Regions from separate parts of the Xenopus laevis genome. Here region 2 is linked to region 1. The links are chromatin contacts, called in public Hi-C maps. All regions are on one chromosome and are shown on one strand. The core of a region is the stretch at or near the end of the contact, and the rest is flanking DNA. Distances in the headings are between cores, read along the strand shown.

Region 1 (7,651 bases), core at 1,985-4,484:
TAGTAAAGTTGCTTAGAACTGGCCATTCTATAACTTACTAAAAGTTAAATTCAAGGTGAACCACCCCTTTAAGTCTGTTCCTTTCCCTGTCCTTGTCCCTCTAGTTGTGACTTCCTGATTCTGACCGTAGCCTCTTATTGTACCTGTTTGTCTGCTGCCCACCCTGACTCTCTGCCTGTTTCTTGGACTGTGTTTGATTTCTGCCTGCCTAGACCTTGGCTTCTGTCTGCATCATTTACAAGAGGACTGTGAGTTTTTTCTTTCTTAAATCTTTGTTAAACACACAGTCTTGCCTCCTTATGTTTGCACGTAGATTCCTTCCAAACAGCTTAACAAACACCTTTCCTGACATTTGGGTATCTTTATTAGCAGGCCCATTGATAACTGATCAAAGGTTATGGCATACTCCCATAAGTTATTAATGAACACGTTAAATAAAAATTGACCCAATACAGAACCCTGAGGGAACCCACTAGAAACTTTATTCCAAGTAGATAATGTACCATTAACAACCACCCTCTCTGAACTGTTCACAATCCTTTGCAGAAGATAGACCAACAATTATGGATTTGCTACATTCTTACAAGATATGGCAAGTTTGTGACTTGCATGGTAGTAAGTTATTTGATGCTCTCCTGATCTGGATCAAGAACAATATCTCTCAGTTTTACTTTTTAGACCAGCAGCTGACCCCGTGGTGCTTTACCCACAGTCTGACTCGTACCTGCCTCCAAGTCAGGAACAAGGAAGTGACATCATCAGTGATGTTGGAGGAATGCAGGAAGGACGTGAAAATGCTGTGAATCCTACAACTGGAAGCTATATTTAACTAGTGTTTACTGGGCTACCATCTTAAAATGACTGGCCCTGTGTCAACTGTAAAGCTGTCCTCAACCCAAACATCACATGGTTGTACATGATATATTACATTCTCATTTGCTCCTTCTGCATCTGGCACCAACTCCACTGAAAGGCAGAAGGAGAGATGTGCCTGGAGCGTTAACATTTGGTGGGCAGCTGTGGGGTCAGTGCCGACATCAATTCCACACTTAAAGGGATCCTGTCATCGGAAAACATGTTTTTTTCAAAATAAAAGTTAATAGTACTACTCCAGCAGAATTCTGCACTGAAATCCATTTCTCAAAAGAGCAAACAGATTTTCTTATATTCAATTTTGAAATCTGACATGGGGCTAGACATTTTGTCAATTTCCCAGCTGCCCCTGGTCATGTGACTTGTGCCTGCACTTCAGGAGAGAAATGCTTTCTGGCAGGCTGCTGTTTTTCCTTCTCAATGTAACTGAATGTGTCTCAGTGAGACATGGGTTTTTACTATTGAGTGTTGTTCTTAGATCTACCAGGCAGCAGTTATCTTGTGTTAGGGAGCTGTTATCTGGTTACCTTCCCATTGTTCTTTTATTTGGCTGCTGGGGGGGAAAAGGGAGGGGGTGATATCACTCCAACTTGCACTACAGCAATAAAGAGTGATTGAAGTTTATCAGAGCACAAGTCACATGACTGGGGGCAGCTGGGAAACTGACAATATGTCTAGCCCCATGTCAGATTTCAAAATTGAATATAAAAAAATCTGTTTGCTCTTTTGAGAAATGGATTTCAGTGCAGAATTCTGCTGAAGCAGCACTATTAACTGATGTGTTTTGAAAAAACATTTTTTTCCCATGACAGTATCCCTTTAAAGAAAATGTAAACATTTAAACATAAAAATCAAATGAATGTAAAGTTGCTCAGAACTCTCTTCTTCTTAAGTTCATATTTCATTTACATCAAGATGTTTGCAAATTTATAGTGTGCCGATTAAATATAATTAAAACAACAGAGCCACCTCCTGGTCAGTTCTTTGTGACTATGCTACAGTCTGTAGAACATTTTAACAGCAGTACAGGAAAATCCTCTGATGTTGCTCTGCTTACAGGAGAGTAGAGGAAACACTAGAGGAGAATCATACAATGGAGAAGAGGTGTTTAGTGGAGGGAGATGTGATAAATACCTGTATATAAGGGGACTACAGAGTAACCTCTCTAAAGCTTCATTTACCAGGCTGATAGCTTTAACAAGGAGTTGGATGGCTTTTTTTTGTTTGTTTGGTTTTTTTTTTAGAAGAAAAAGGGTTGCTGATTTATCTCATAATACAAATGAATCAGAGACTGGTCTGATTACTGTTTCAGAGTCAAGAAGGAACTTTCCCCCCTCTGAGGCAAATTGTAAAGGCTTCAGATGATGTTTCATCTTCCTCTGGGTCAACTAGCACTAAGATAGGCTCATGTATGACATGTAACCTGGGTAATGAGTACACATTGGTTCCCTTAGGGCTCTTACACACGGCAGTTTTTCCTGCGCTCCCATGCGTTGCGCTTTCTTCCGTTCAGCCGTAGGGGAGCTCAGGCGTAGACGCACTCAATTATTGTGAATGGGGCTGTACTCACACAGACGCATGTAAGCGCCAAACGCAGTTGGGACGCAGCATGTTGCATTTTACCTGTGTTCGGCGCATACATGCGTCTGTGTGAGTACAGCCCCCTTCACAATAATTGAGTCTACTCCTGAGCTCCCCTGCGGCTGAACGGGAGAAAGTGCAACGCAGGGGAGCGCACAAAAAACGACCCGTGTGTAAAAGCCCTTAGTGTTTACAATCTCTACATTGTTTACTTCTTTTTTAAAGTTCATATTTAGTTGGTTTTTTTTTTTACAGAAAAGTGCAGTGTTATGTTGCTCAGCATCTAAGTGTTATTTTCTGTAGTCGATATTAGAAGCAGATGCTGAAAATCCCATTTCCACGTCAACGAAAAAATAGTTTTGTGTCTGTGCTGCACAACACGACTCAGAAGCCTGTCGCTACAGAGCAGGAACTGTCACCAGTTTAGGAATGCGGTGAACTCCCTTTTTCCTTCTTGGAGCCAGCAGCCTTTCTATTATATTCGAGCAGATTGGGGGGGGGGGATTCAACTCTATTGTGTGCACTAAATAGAATAAGGGAGCAGTGGCACAAAAACATTGGAAGCATGAAACTAGGAATGCACAGAATTCTCATCAAAGGATTCAGACGAATCCTGAACCCTAATTAACATATACAAATTAGGCCTATGATGGGTTAAAAGGAACCACACTCTCTGCACAAGGTAAAATAATCCCTATTTTCTTTGTGTGACAAAAAGTCACATGATTTTAAGGAATCAATTTCGGTTTGGCACTTGGATTTGGCCGAATCCTGCTAAAAAGGCCATGGGGCGAGTAACACGCACACAGCCATACAAACAATCAACCCAGAATAAACATGTGACAAGTTATTAGGTGGAGAAAGGCTGCAGTTGAAAATATTTATTATTACCATTGGCAATTCACATTCACCTAAACCAATGCGTTTTTGCCTGCGCTCCCCTGCGTTGCACTTTATTCCGTTCAGCCACAGGGGAGCGCAGGAGTAGACACAGTGAATTATTATGATGGGGCTGTACTCACACAGACGCATGTATGTGCTGAACGCAGGTGAAATGCAACACACTGCGTCTCAACCTGCGTTTGGCACTTACATGCGTCTGTGTGAGTACAGCCCCCTTCATAATGAATGCGTCTACTCCTGCGCTCCCCTGCGGCTGAACAGAAGAAAGCACAACGCAGGGGAGCGCAGGCAAAAACGGCCGTATGTAAGAGCCCTAAAACAGATAATATAGAGAATTCCATTCATCAGTACCCAGCTAGCCTCTTCTCAACCCCCCAGCAGACCGCCTTAATTCATATTACCTTTAACCCCTGCCACAACAACCCAGGCCCCCAGGACTTACCTGCACACAGCTGCGCCAATATAACTTTTTATAACTCAAACAAAAATTCTTAGTTTTTTAATTAATTTCTTTCTTTAAAATAAACAATCAATCAAGGGGTGGGTGGTGACTGACATTGCCAAATCCCTTTTGTACTGACATTGCCCGAGTTTTGCTTTGATCTGCTGCACTGAACACAGCCGGAAAAAGATACAAAGTTTCTAACTTAATTGACTCTTGGCAGAGAACCCAGAATACATACTTAATATACTTTTGTAACAGTTTTAGATAAGAACGAAGACTCACAGCTTAAAGGGCAATTCACCTTCATTAGCAAAACTGTAATAACAGATAAAAACCATAGTAATGTGTTCAAACTTTCATTATATGCCAAATTTTGTAAAATGGACATAGTAATTAGGGGATGTGTTTTGCAAATATACGCGCGGAAAATCTTTCTGTCCCTCTTTCTGTTTGCAAAATGTTGGGAGGTATGATAAACCCCATCATGCATTGCAACTCTTACACTGCCTGACAAACTCAAATTAACCCTGCAGCCACACAGGTAAGCCTAAGAGCTGCCATATCAAATAACTAGCCTAGTGTGTACTCCCAAGGAACCTGAGGGCCAATTGGGCCCCGTGCCGCAAAACCTGAAACGAATCCTGAATTCAGCGCAAATCATAATCATGTGATGTACAACTGACATATAATTACACTGTGTATCATTTCCTGTCATGGAGCTCAGTCTGTGGCCCTCCAGCTGTTGTTGAACTGCAATAGCCCTTCTTCAGCAAAACATGTTAGCAGAGTTGGTGGAACACTGAGAGAAAACCCAATGAGCCCGGCCCACCCAGGACAACTGCCTGGCCGGAATCTGCAGAGTTGGACACATAATATTCTCAAAGCTGTATGGAAAGCAGTAGCTTTTCCTTCTTTATGTTGTTAAACCACAACTTTCCTCTCTGTACTGAAACCTATTAGCTCACAAAGAATGTGTTTGTGTTAGATGCATGTGGACTGATGTATAATGATTAGTAGATGACTAGTAAATGCAGACAGAGGGCGCCAGAGCACCATGTATGTTACACCCCAGGTGGGACAATAGAAGAATCTAAAAGAAAATCAACATGGAAACTCAGAGTAGGTTGTTTTGCAAAGGGGTGACAGAGATATCTTTTGCTACACAACTAAAATATCTGCTCATCCTTAAAGGGATCCTGTCATCGGAAAACATGTTTTTTTTTTCAAAACGCATCAGTTAATAGTGCTACTTCAGCAGAATTCTGCACTGAAATCCATTTCTCAAAAAAAAAAACAGATTTTTTTATATTCAATTTTGAAATCGGACATGGGGCTAAACATTTTGTCAATTTCCCAGCTGCCCCCAGTCATGTGACTTGTGCCTGCACTTTAGGAGAGAAATGCTTTCTGGCAGGCTGCTGTTTTTCTTCTCAATGTAACTGAATGTGTCTCAGTGGGACATGGGTTTTTACTATTGAGTGCTGTTCTTAGATCTACCAGGCAGCTGTTATCTTGTGTTAGGGAGCTGCTATCTGGTTACCTTCCCATCATTCTTTTGTTTGGCTGCTGGGGGGGGGAAAAAGGGAGGGGTGATATCACTCCAACTTGCAGTACAGCAGTAAAGAGTGATTGAAGTTTATCAGAGCACACGTCACATGACTTGGGGCAGCTGGGAAATTGACAATATGTCTAGCCCCATGTCAGATTTCAAAATTGAATATAAAAAAATCTGTTTGCTCTTTTGAGAAATGGATTTCAGATCAGAATTCTGCTGGAGCAGCACTATTAGCTGATTTATTTTTAAAAAAAATTCTTTTCCCATGACAGTATCCCTTTAATGTCCTTACTTATGTTTTTTAACCTTTAATGTCCTTACTTATGTTTTTTAACCTTCCTTGGTATTTTTTCTTGAAAACATGTGGATAGAGAGTAATTATAATAGGCACATGCAGGAAATTTTCTGGGCCCCGCCCACCCTAGCGCCCAAGCCCCACCCCAGATCCCGCCCACTCCAAATCAGAGTTAAAAGACAACACAGATATCAGCGCTAAAAAAAGTAACCCCCCACACACACACAAGTTATAAAAAGCTATTGATGGTCAGGGCCTCCTTATAAGTTAAAAAAAAACATTGGCGCCAGGGCCCCCCATAAAAGTTTTTTTTTAAAAGCATTGGTGCCAGGGCCCCCATTACAAATTAAAATAAATTGGGGCCCCAAAGAATATTTTTAAAAACAAGCATTGGTGCCAAGGTCCTCGTTACAAGTTAAAAAAATTGGGGCCAAAAAATATTTTTTAAAAAAACATTGGTACCAAGGCCCCCTTACAAGTTTAAAAAAATTGGGGCCCCAAAAAATATTTTTTTTAAAAAACATTGGTGGCAGGGGCTTAAAGAATATTAAAATAATACATTGGTGGCCAGGGGATTAAAATTTTTTTTTAAAAAAAAACACAAATTGGTGATCAGTAGAATTGAACTCATGGCTTCAGGACTTCAACTTCGCCTCCTTTCGTGACTTTGGGTCTTTTCGCCACTTCAGGACTTAAATTTTGGCTGTTTTTGTGAAGACTGGACTTGCCCATGTACATATATACTAAATATCCAGGCTTCCTAGAGTATCAGCTCACTGAATTAGCTAATGCAGTGTTTCTACCCAAATTGTAGCCCAGTGATCCCCAACCAGTGGTTCTTGAGTAACATGTTACTCACCAACCTCTTTGATGTTGCTCCCAGTGGCTTCAAAGCAGGTGCTTATTTTTGGCTTGGAGACAAGTTATATCATAAAAACCAAGTGCCAAACAGACCAACCTGTAGGCTGCCAGTCCACATAGGGGCTACCAAACGGCCCTTATTTGGCAACCCTAGATGCGTTTTTCATGTTTGTGTTATTCCCCAAATATTTTTATAGAAAACATGTACAGTACAATTTATGTAAACATTTTTTATGTAAACATGGCTCACGTGTAAAAAAAAGGTTGGGGATATAAGGGACCAATATAGGCAACAAAGGTGAAATAAGACACATCTTCCCAGTGCCAGGAGCATTTGGGCCAGGTGCCCCAGGCAACCCATCCTGTTGCGTCGCCCCCTCTGCCCCGCCGCACATGACCATGTGGGAACGAGAGCTCAACCATATGCAAGTGAGCCTGGCAGATAGGCGCGCATCAGCAGAAACTCGATTGGCCCATCAGTGAGGTAACACTGCTGGACTAGGGGTAGGCGACAGGGAAGGTACGTGCCTGGAGCCCCCCAAGGTTTGTGCCCTAGACACATGACTCTTCTGCCTTCCCCTAGTTCTGGTCCTGTCCATTCCCTTTACCTACTTTATTCTTGGTAGCAGGACTTGCAACTCCTTCATTCTTTCTGTAGTCCAACTACTATTCCGAACAGCTACTCCAGAAGCCCATTCAGCAGTTTATTATATTCTTCTACACTGCTGACTGGTCTTATGACCTGACCACCGACATGTAGTCAACTACAAGAGGTCCTCTGCACTCAACCCATTATCAATATATTTAAGACAGAGACATTTTGTGCATACTGCTACTGAAAAATGCCTTACCCTTTAAACAAAACAGGGATTGTTTGTCCATATATTGCAATATATTTAAGCTGGCCAACTACGTCAAAGTCATCCCATATCTGGCCAGTCCTATGCTCAATTTTCATCTGATTCATTAAGAATTCTATGGTTTAATTATACATTTTATAAAAGGGACGAATACGTTTTACCTGCAACTTACTAGCTGCTTTTCAAAGTAAAACTCCCAAACTTGGCTGCCCTTTTATTAGACACCAGTGGGATCACCTGACTATAGCTGGGAAGGGTGGGAGCTACAACATGGAGCT
Region 2 (7,651 bases), core at 2,320-4,819, 110 kb after region 1:
AGACTTTCTAAGCCGGCTCTAGACTTAAACTATTCTCTAAGGGGGGAATCTGAGAGTCTCAACCTTTATACTTATAGGGGTCACCTGATCCTGCCTGTTACAAAGGCTACTTGTGCCTCAGTGGGGCAACATTAAACTCTCCCACTATAATTTCCCCAGGGAAATACTCCCCTAGCTTGGTTACTTTGCCCCATTTTCTTATTTAAGCAGACATACAAATGGTGAAGTTAACGAATGCAGTGCATAATGCACACTTGCCCATTGCCCAAATACATATTTTAATAGACAAAGGGCAGAAACATTTTTTTTTTCACCAGAAAAAATACTTCTGTAATGAATGAACAATTGGACATGTGTGATACTCTTTCAAGCATTAAGGGGCAACATGTACTTTAGTTTTATTGTTTAGGTGTTAGCAAGTTATTTTGTGGCTCCATATATAATATACATACGTAAACAGTGAAATGAACCATGAACAAAAGGCAAGACAAAAGACCGACAGTCCCTAAAAGACATCTTTGAATAATTAATTCCTCAGTAAGCACAGAAGTTGCTAGTTTTTCAAGAGATGAAAGACAATTAGTCTGGTAGGAATGGCTTTGGAGCCATTGTGTGTCTGTGTGTTGAATCAACTGAGAAAATATGAAACATGAGTTGCACGTCTACACTGGTGAGTCTCTTGGAGAGAGTTTATTTTATAAAGAGAAGCGCAAGCCAGAACTTGAGATGAAAGTACTGAATAGTCTATCTGTGAGATAACAAGCGTCCATAGATTTGAATAGTTATTATACTGAGATCCTCAAAGCAAATTTGAACAATTCATAAAAGTCAATAGACTAGAATTAGTTACGAAAAAGTATTGTTTTGCAAACCATTCTGTGTTTACTGAAATGGAGCTAGATTAAAATAGATTCTCAACATTAGGTGTGTTTGTGTCATGCCCATTTCTTTGATCAGGTAAGTGTCTTGTACATCATAGGGATTGGTTTAGAAAGCTGACATGGTTATAAAGATACAGGGATGGCAATGCTAAAGCCCTCCTGCTCTTATGAACCATGTGACCACCATGTTCCCTATAAACAAATTGTAGTTCCACATATTTTGACATGTCCTGCCTTTATAATGCAAAAGTTGGCATGTTGGTGATGAGAATTACCTATCTGAAATGATAAGTTAATGGCATATAAGTTTCAGGATTGGCAGTCTCACCCACTAACATCACAAGTTTGGTGACTACCAGCATATACATGTTCTGTGTATACTTGATTACAGTCCCACCTCTGAAGGCAGTGCCTGTGGAGTGTTGTTTATTGATCAACTGTACATGTTTAACTGTATTTAGATCCACTGCTCCCCACAGACAACATGATACATAGGACTTTCTATTGGGTGGGTCCTTGCTTTAATACTGGAGGAAGTGTCCATGTTGAAATACTTTACTTCTTTACAACAACTTGGGTGCCAGCCAGACCAGGACTGGCAATCTGTGGATTCTGGCAAGTACCAGAGGGAGTGCTGGCAGAATCTGTATGCAGTCACTATTGAGTGGGCTGGCGGGGTGATGTTTAGGCCTCTGTGCACTTGAAATGCCAGTGCCTTGTTTGAATCCAAATCCAGGGCTGGGGCCAGCGGTTCTTTAAAACACAGTAAACTCATTCTTATTCACAAGTTACAATAAAGCCTTTCTTTCAATAAGTTTCACAGATCTTCCTTTCAGATGGTACCCTGTATATACAGTAACTTCTGAGATCTTAGACATACACACAAGCAGGTTAGTAGTTTCAATCAGATGTAGTATTCACTCAACAGGTGTCCAGCTACAGACTACAAGACCCTCGCTTTGGTGCTCCTCTTTGTCCTCCTTACTGTACCTGAGGATATATGTTTGATGATGGGTTATTCCCAGGGTGCTAACACTTCTGTTCTCCTCACTGAAGCCTCTGGCTGCTCTACTAACTACCTTAAGTTTATGTCACACTCCTAAAGTTAGGTTTACTGGAGCTGGCCCTCACATTAGCTAGTCCTACTTCAAGAACTTGTTCATCCTACTGATGCCTCATTCCTCAGGCTGTTAGTAGGGTTGCCACCTTGCCGGTATTTTACCGGCCTGGCCGGTAAAAATGATGCTTGATGGCAATGTTATTAATAGGAAAAAAGGCAAGAATATAGGCCGGTATTTTTTTCCAAAAAAGGTGGCAACCCTAGCTGTTAGTAACACCCACCCTGTTCAGCAAGTGGAGTCCAAATGGAGTCCATTGACCCTTGACTTGTATAATCTCCTCTCACAGACTAGTTAACCCGCGTGACACCCCTGGCCAATGAAGAGCTCCCCTCTTCTCCCAAGGACATGCTATCCCTACTAGGCATACTAGCAGGGGAATGACTAAACCCTCAGTTTGATATTGTAGCAGCTTGAGTCCAAGTTACCATAGCCTGGGAAATAAATAGCAAAGGAATTGAATAGAATGTAATACTAAGCAACAATAAAAATAAAATTGTAGTCTCAGCAAATTTTTTTTTTTTACTGTCAGGGTCAGGAAAGAAGCAGAAGAGGAAGGCAAATACGCAGTAAATAATAAAAACTAAAGACCAACTGAAAACTTGCTAGGAATAGGCCATTCTATTGCATGACACCCCTGGCCAATGTAGAGCTCCCTTCTTCCCCCCAAGGACACACTATGCCTACTAGGCATCCTAGCAGGGTAATGACTAAACCCCTATTCCCCTATGTTCTTGTCTTGCTTTTAAACATTAATGTCATTTTACTTTATCACTAGTTTGCATCTTCAAGAACTCCTCCCAATAAAGCGTCAGGGTACAATGGATCTACCACAAAGAAAACATTTCATAGATCAACAGGTAGTTTTCTTTTGAAAAGTTGAAAGTGCTTTAAAATAACTCAGCTGCTGTGTAGCCAAGCTGGAAAAAGGCACAGGTAACATAGCACATCACAGAAAAAACACAATTGTATTGGACAGGGCTTATCTGTTATGTGCTATGTAACCTGTACTTTTCTCCTTTTTTCCAGCTTGAATGGCTGCCTCCATAGTCACACAGCAGCTTGTTTATATAAACTATAGTAGTCTTTCTGAAGCAAACATGTAGCTTTTCCAGTGCATGCTGCCAGTATATTATATGATAATTACTTTAATTTCTTGGAGTTACTGTTCCTTTTACATTACTGTACTTTTAGAATGAGGAAGGCAGTGACATTCTGAGAAAATTTGCAGTTGGGCTTCATTTTTTATTCTTTTTATCAGGCCATGTTACCATAGCCTGGGAAATAAATAGCAGAGGAATTGAATAGAATGTAATACTAAGCAACAATAAAAGGGTCAGGAAAGAAGCAGAAGAGGAACGCAAATATGCAATAAATAATACAAACTAAAGACCAACTGAAAACTTGCTAGGAATAGGCCATTCTATTGCATACTAAATGTGAATTGCCCCTTTAATAGAACAATCTGCATGTACGCCCTGGCTAGCCTATGGATGGGTGAGAGACTGTGCTTGAGTTGGAAGAATAAGGCAGAGTACACAGACAGAGTCATGCTTTAGAACCATGTAAGATGTGTCTCTTCCAGCCCTTCCTGTCTGCTTTCCTCTGGGATGTTGTGCAATGCCTTGTGTGAGGTTCCCACCCAGATGCACTTCCTGTTTCAGCACTGGTGAGATACACGCTGCTATGTATTTACCCAGGCCACAAAGTACCCATTAGTACATACACTAACCCATCAAACTGGCTCCAGGCTAAAGTACAGATATACATTATCCAAATTACACATCCCATACAAATTACACATCATTTACTTAGATAAAAAGAACTTTAAAAAATTATTTTAATGGGCCAACTTGAAATAGCATGTATACATCGGGAGTCGAAGGAAGAAACATAATATCTGTCCTGCTGTCAGACTTACCGAACCGGGAGGGACCACGGATGGGAGGAAGACAACCCTTACAGCTCCTCTACCAATACACCATCCACTGGTAACAGAGGGAGATCAGTGAAGGTGTAGTATGGGAGCCTGGGATTCCTGGCAGGATGCGCCGGTCTGTGGAGGAGCAGGTCTGGTGTCTGTAGAGATATAGGAAGATGCAGGATTAGTTGCTGGAGTAGTTAAGAGTAGGGAGGACGTCACAGGAACTGTTGCGGCAATCACCTTAGCGTCAACTGCAGGTAATTATGGAAGAGTAGTTGGCAAAATGACAATCAGCACAGATGACACAATAACCGCTTTGTGGTAAAACTACAGTTCCCAGAATTCTCCTTTGGTTCCGACTCAGTTTATCCCGTTTTCTTCTCGGGTGGCAATCACAATATAACAGTCTGTATGAGTCAGCGCTAAAAGCTAGGAGAAATAAAAATGCAGCGCCTAGGAGAGCTACAGCGGGTGGAAGCAACGCAGGTTGGAGCTGACACCAGGCTAATAACACGCATAGTAATTTTCCCCAAGTGGAGATTCGATACGCCTTAAAAATCTTCTAAAATGTGAGTGGAACAATTGTTTTTATTTACACGTTAATAAAAAGGTTTTGCACTACCTTCTGCGCTCTATATTTTCCGACAGCACGGAACAGCCACAGAGCAGACTACCCTGGTTATATTTGAATGCCTAAAAGTCTTCAAACGTTTGTAAGTATCCAACTTATAAGTAAGACATGTGGTGGAAGTAACAAGTAATCAAGCCCCTTAAAGTAGAATTACTGTGTGGAACTACAACTACCAACAACCCGCTACACTTAGATTCTCTTTATGCTGCATTCTTATTTCTCCTAGCTTTTAGCGCTGACTCATACAGACTGTTATACAATAACCGCTTTGCTACACTCACAGATTGAGCAGATGGCGTCACATAGATGGAATATCACAGGAAGAGGGTTCCCAGGGTGAAGACTGAAGAGTATTCGAGTAGGATAAACTGGGTCGCAGTGGTGATAAACGTTCAGATGGTAGACAAGAGTCAAGGCAAGAATGCGTATTCGATAACAGGCAAAAGTTCGGCAACAGGAAAACAGGTACAGGCAGGGTTCCAAGGGTTAATACAGCAGCGTAGTCAAAAGGCAAGCAGGTTTGGCAACAGGAGTTCAATATATCAAGCAGGGCTCAAAGGGTTAACACAGAAGCGTAGTCAAAGCAAGCAGGTTCGGCAACAGGAGTTCAAATATAACAAGCAGGGTTCCAAGGGTTAAGCAGGAGCGTAGTCAAACAGGCAGAAACAGGGTCAAAACCAAAGTTTAGTAATTATCAGAGAAACGTACTCAAATCAGCTAGGAAAACGATGTCCGAGCACTGGGAGAAACTCTGCGCCGAAAGAAATACCGTCGCCTGCGTCAATACGATGCGTCCAGCAAATCTCCTGCGGCGGCGTCACGGCGCACACGTTGTGACGTCACTGGAACGCAACGCTGGAACGCATTGCGCCGAAGAGCCGTATCTCCCAGAAGACTGGTAAGTACCTGACACCTGCAAGGTGTGTGTGTGAGAGTTTGTGTTTTTGCGTGTGCCTGACAATGTGTGTGTGTAAATCTGTATGTGTGACATAGGGGTCTATTTATCATGCTGTGTAAAAAGTGGAGAGAATTAAATCTGTGATGTTGCCCAGAGCAACCAATCAGCATTTAGATGTCAACAGTTAGAAAACAAAATCAACAATCTGATTAGTTGCTATGAGCAACATCACCAGTAATGTTTATATATAGACACCATAGTCTATGCATGCTTCACAGGTCAATAACAATTATAAGGCAACAGGTTTGGCCATCATATGTATATCATGTATAATCAAATATCTAACTTGTTATGGACAGCTAGGCCACCCACTAGCCTAAAACATATTTATAGTTACTTCCAAATGTTAAATGCAGGGTTCAGCTCCTTCTACTGATACCTGTCCATCAGGCTGTAACCCTTACTGGCCATTTCTATAGAAGTTCAGGTCTGACTTCATTCATAAACACCATAATAGGCTTCAGTTCTAGAAAAAGCAATCTTCTTAGGCTGGGGTTTTCATGAGATAAAAGCTTAGACAGGTTTATCTCTTAGCAAAGAGCCAGTTATGGAGGGTAATAATGCGGACAGCGCTGCGCAATATGTTGGCGCTATATACATGCATTTTAATAATAATAAAATAATAGTGGGGAATCAGAACCTTGGTCCACCAATATCAATAACACTGGGCAAATATGCACGTGCATTTGTTTTAACTGTGCTGAAAAATATTATTACAGATTGGTTGCTATGGGTTACTGCCAAGGTGCAAATGTGCCCATTGTTTATAAATGAGTCCAACTGTATGTGCCTGAGCTTGTGTGCATTTCTTTGTGTGAGTTTATTTGCGTGCGTGTATTTGGGTCTATGATTATGCTAGCAAAGACCCATTAAAATGAATGTGAATGATAAACTGTGTATAGAGGCTTTTTATAAACTGTTAAGACTGTTTATTAAGTCTGTAGTGTGTTTAAACTACAGACACGAAAGCCTCTCTCTGGTTAATGTGAGAATATACTGCCCTCCTGTGTGCACTCAATATACTGAAAGCCTGCTGGGAAAGCTTACTCTGAACTGTGGCACCACCATTTTCACACAGTTTATTTCATTACTCTGCCTACAGAGTGTAAGCTTAGGGTTAATTAATAAATATAGAGCTCATTCACATAATCCGGGTCACTATCAGGGTAGTGGGCAGGAGGGCTTCAAGTGTAAAGGGCTGGGTATGAGTAGATTGTGGGTATAGTCAGGCAGATATACAGTGTCCCACAATTAGTTTGGAAAATTCTAAACAAAGTACTTTTTTCCATAACCACCTGTGTTGGATTATGAGTCCAACACAGGGCACGGAACTCAATGTAGCACTACAAATAATATATGCCCTGAGCAGGCCTCTGGAGTCCCTTGTCATGAATAGTATATAAAGAAAAGCTGTACCATGGTACTGTATACCCATATGCTGCCCTCTAGTATGATGTGCCAGCAGCTACTCTGGATTACATACAAAGATGCAAAATTTGGGCTGCATCCATGAACTGCAAAGATTTGTGTCTTTGAGCTACAGGGTGAGAAGGTGCATTGTGGTACAAAAATGGGGCTTTGCACCTTTCACCCCATGAATGGGCCCTGTGTTATATCTCTCATTTCCTTTTCAAAATTCATAAAAAATAAAACAAGAAAGCCATATAATTGTTCAGACATTTTAAGGTCGATTTCTAAACGATATCTAAACTTTACATATAAAATTGCTCAAGGGAATTTGTTTGAAATTTTACATTTACTATTTTTTTGTATTTCAGAGCAATTCAACTTTTTAGTAACTGCTAATAGAATGAATTCTGTAACAACAACGCCACTTATAACTGTATGGTCACTTCCTGTAACTGTATGGTCAGAGAGAAACGTTTAGAAGGAAAACATCTTCTGATGTTGGTCTGCTCAGGAAGGACACGAGAAAGGTCATCTCTTCTGAAAGTCTCTCTTTTTCAAATGAACTGACCAGCAGGTGGCAATCTTCTTACAAAATTCATTGCATTGGCAGCATATAAAAAAAAGTTAAATATTGTTGAAACACAAAATAATTCATGTAAATTGTAAAAGTGCTATAAAAAAAACACACACTAAGCAATTTTTTCAAGGTTTTCATTTCCTCTAAGGGAT

Evidence for each region. Hi-C and Micro-C count contacts between places; a contact is called where the count stands out from the background.
Region 2: a Hi-C map of the XL177 cell line shows a contact between it and region 1, with 4 times the contacts expected there. The contact joins two enhancer-like sites. A contact is called at or near these places in 3 of 4 Hi-C or Micro-C datasets (the XL177 cell line, the XTC cell line and animal cap).

What each region holds. Positions count from the first base shown.
Region 1 is chr2L:141,676,042-141,683,692 of Xenopus_laevis_v10.1, forward strand. No RefSeq gene overlaps it. Among protein-coding and RNA genes, the nearest start is that of tamalin.L, 31 kb to the right of the region's middle. Within about 2 kb of position 3,235, at least 1 of the 7 cell types and tissues checked has an H3K27ac peak or open chromatin away from gene starts, as enhancers often do.
Region 2 is chr2L:141,785,797-141,793,447 of Xenopus_laevis_v10.1, forward strand. No RefSeq gene overlaps it. Among protein-coding and RNA genes, the nearest start is that of LOC108708539, 31 kb to the left of the region's middle. Within about 2 kb of position 3,570, at least 1 of the 7 cell types and tissues checked has an H3K27ac peak or open chromatin away from gene starts, as enhancers often do.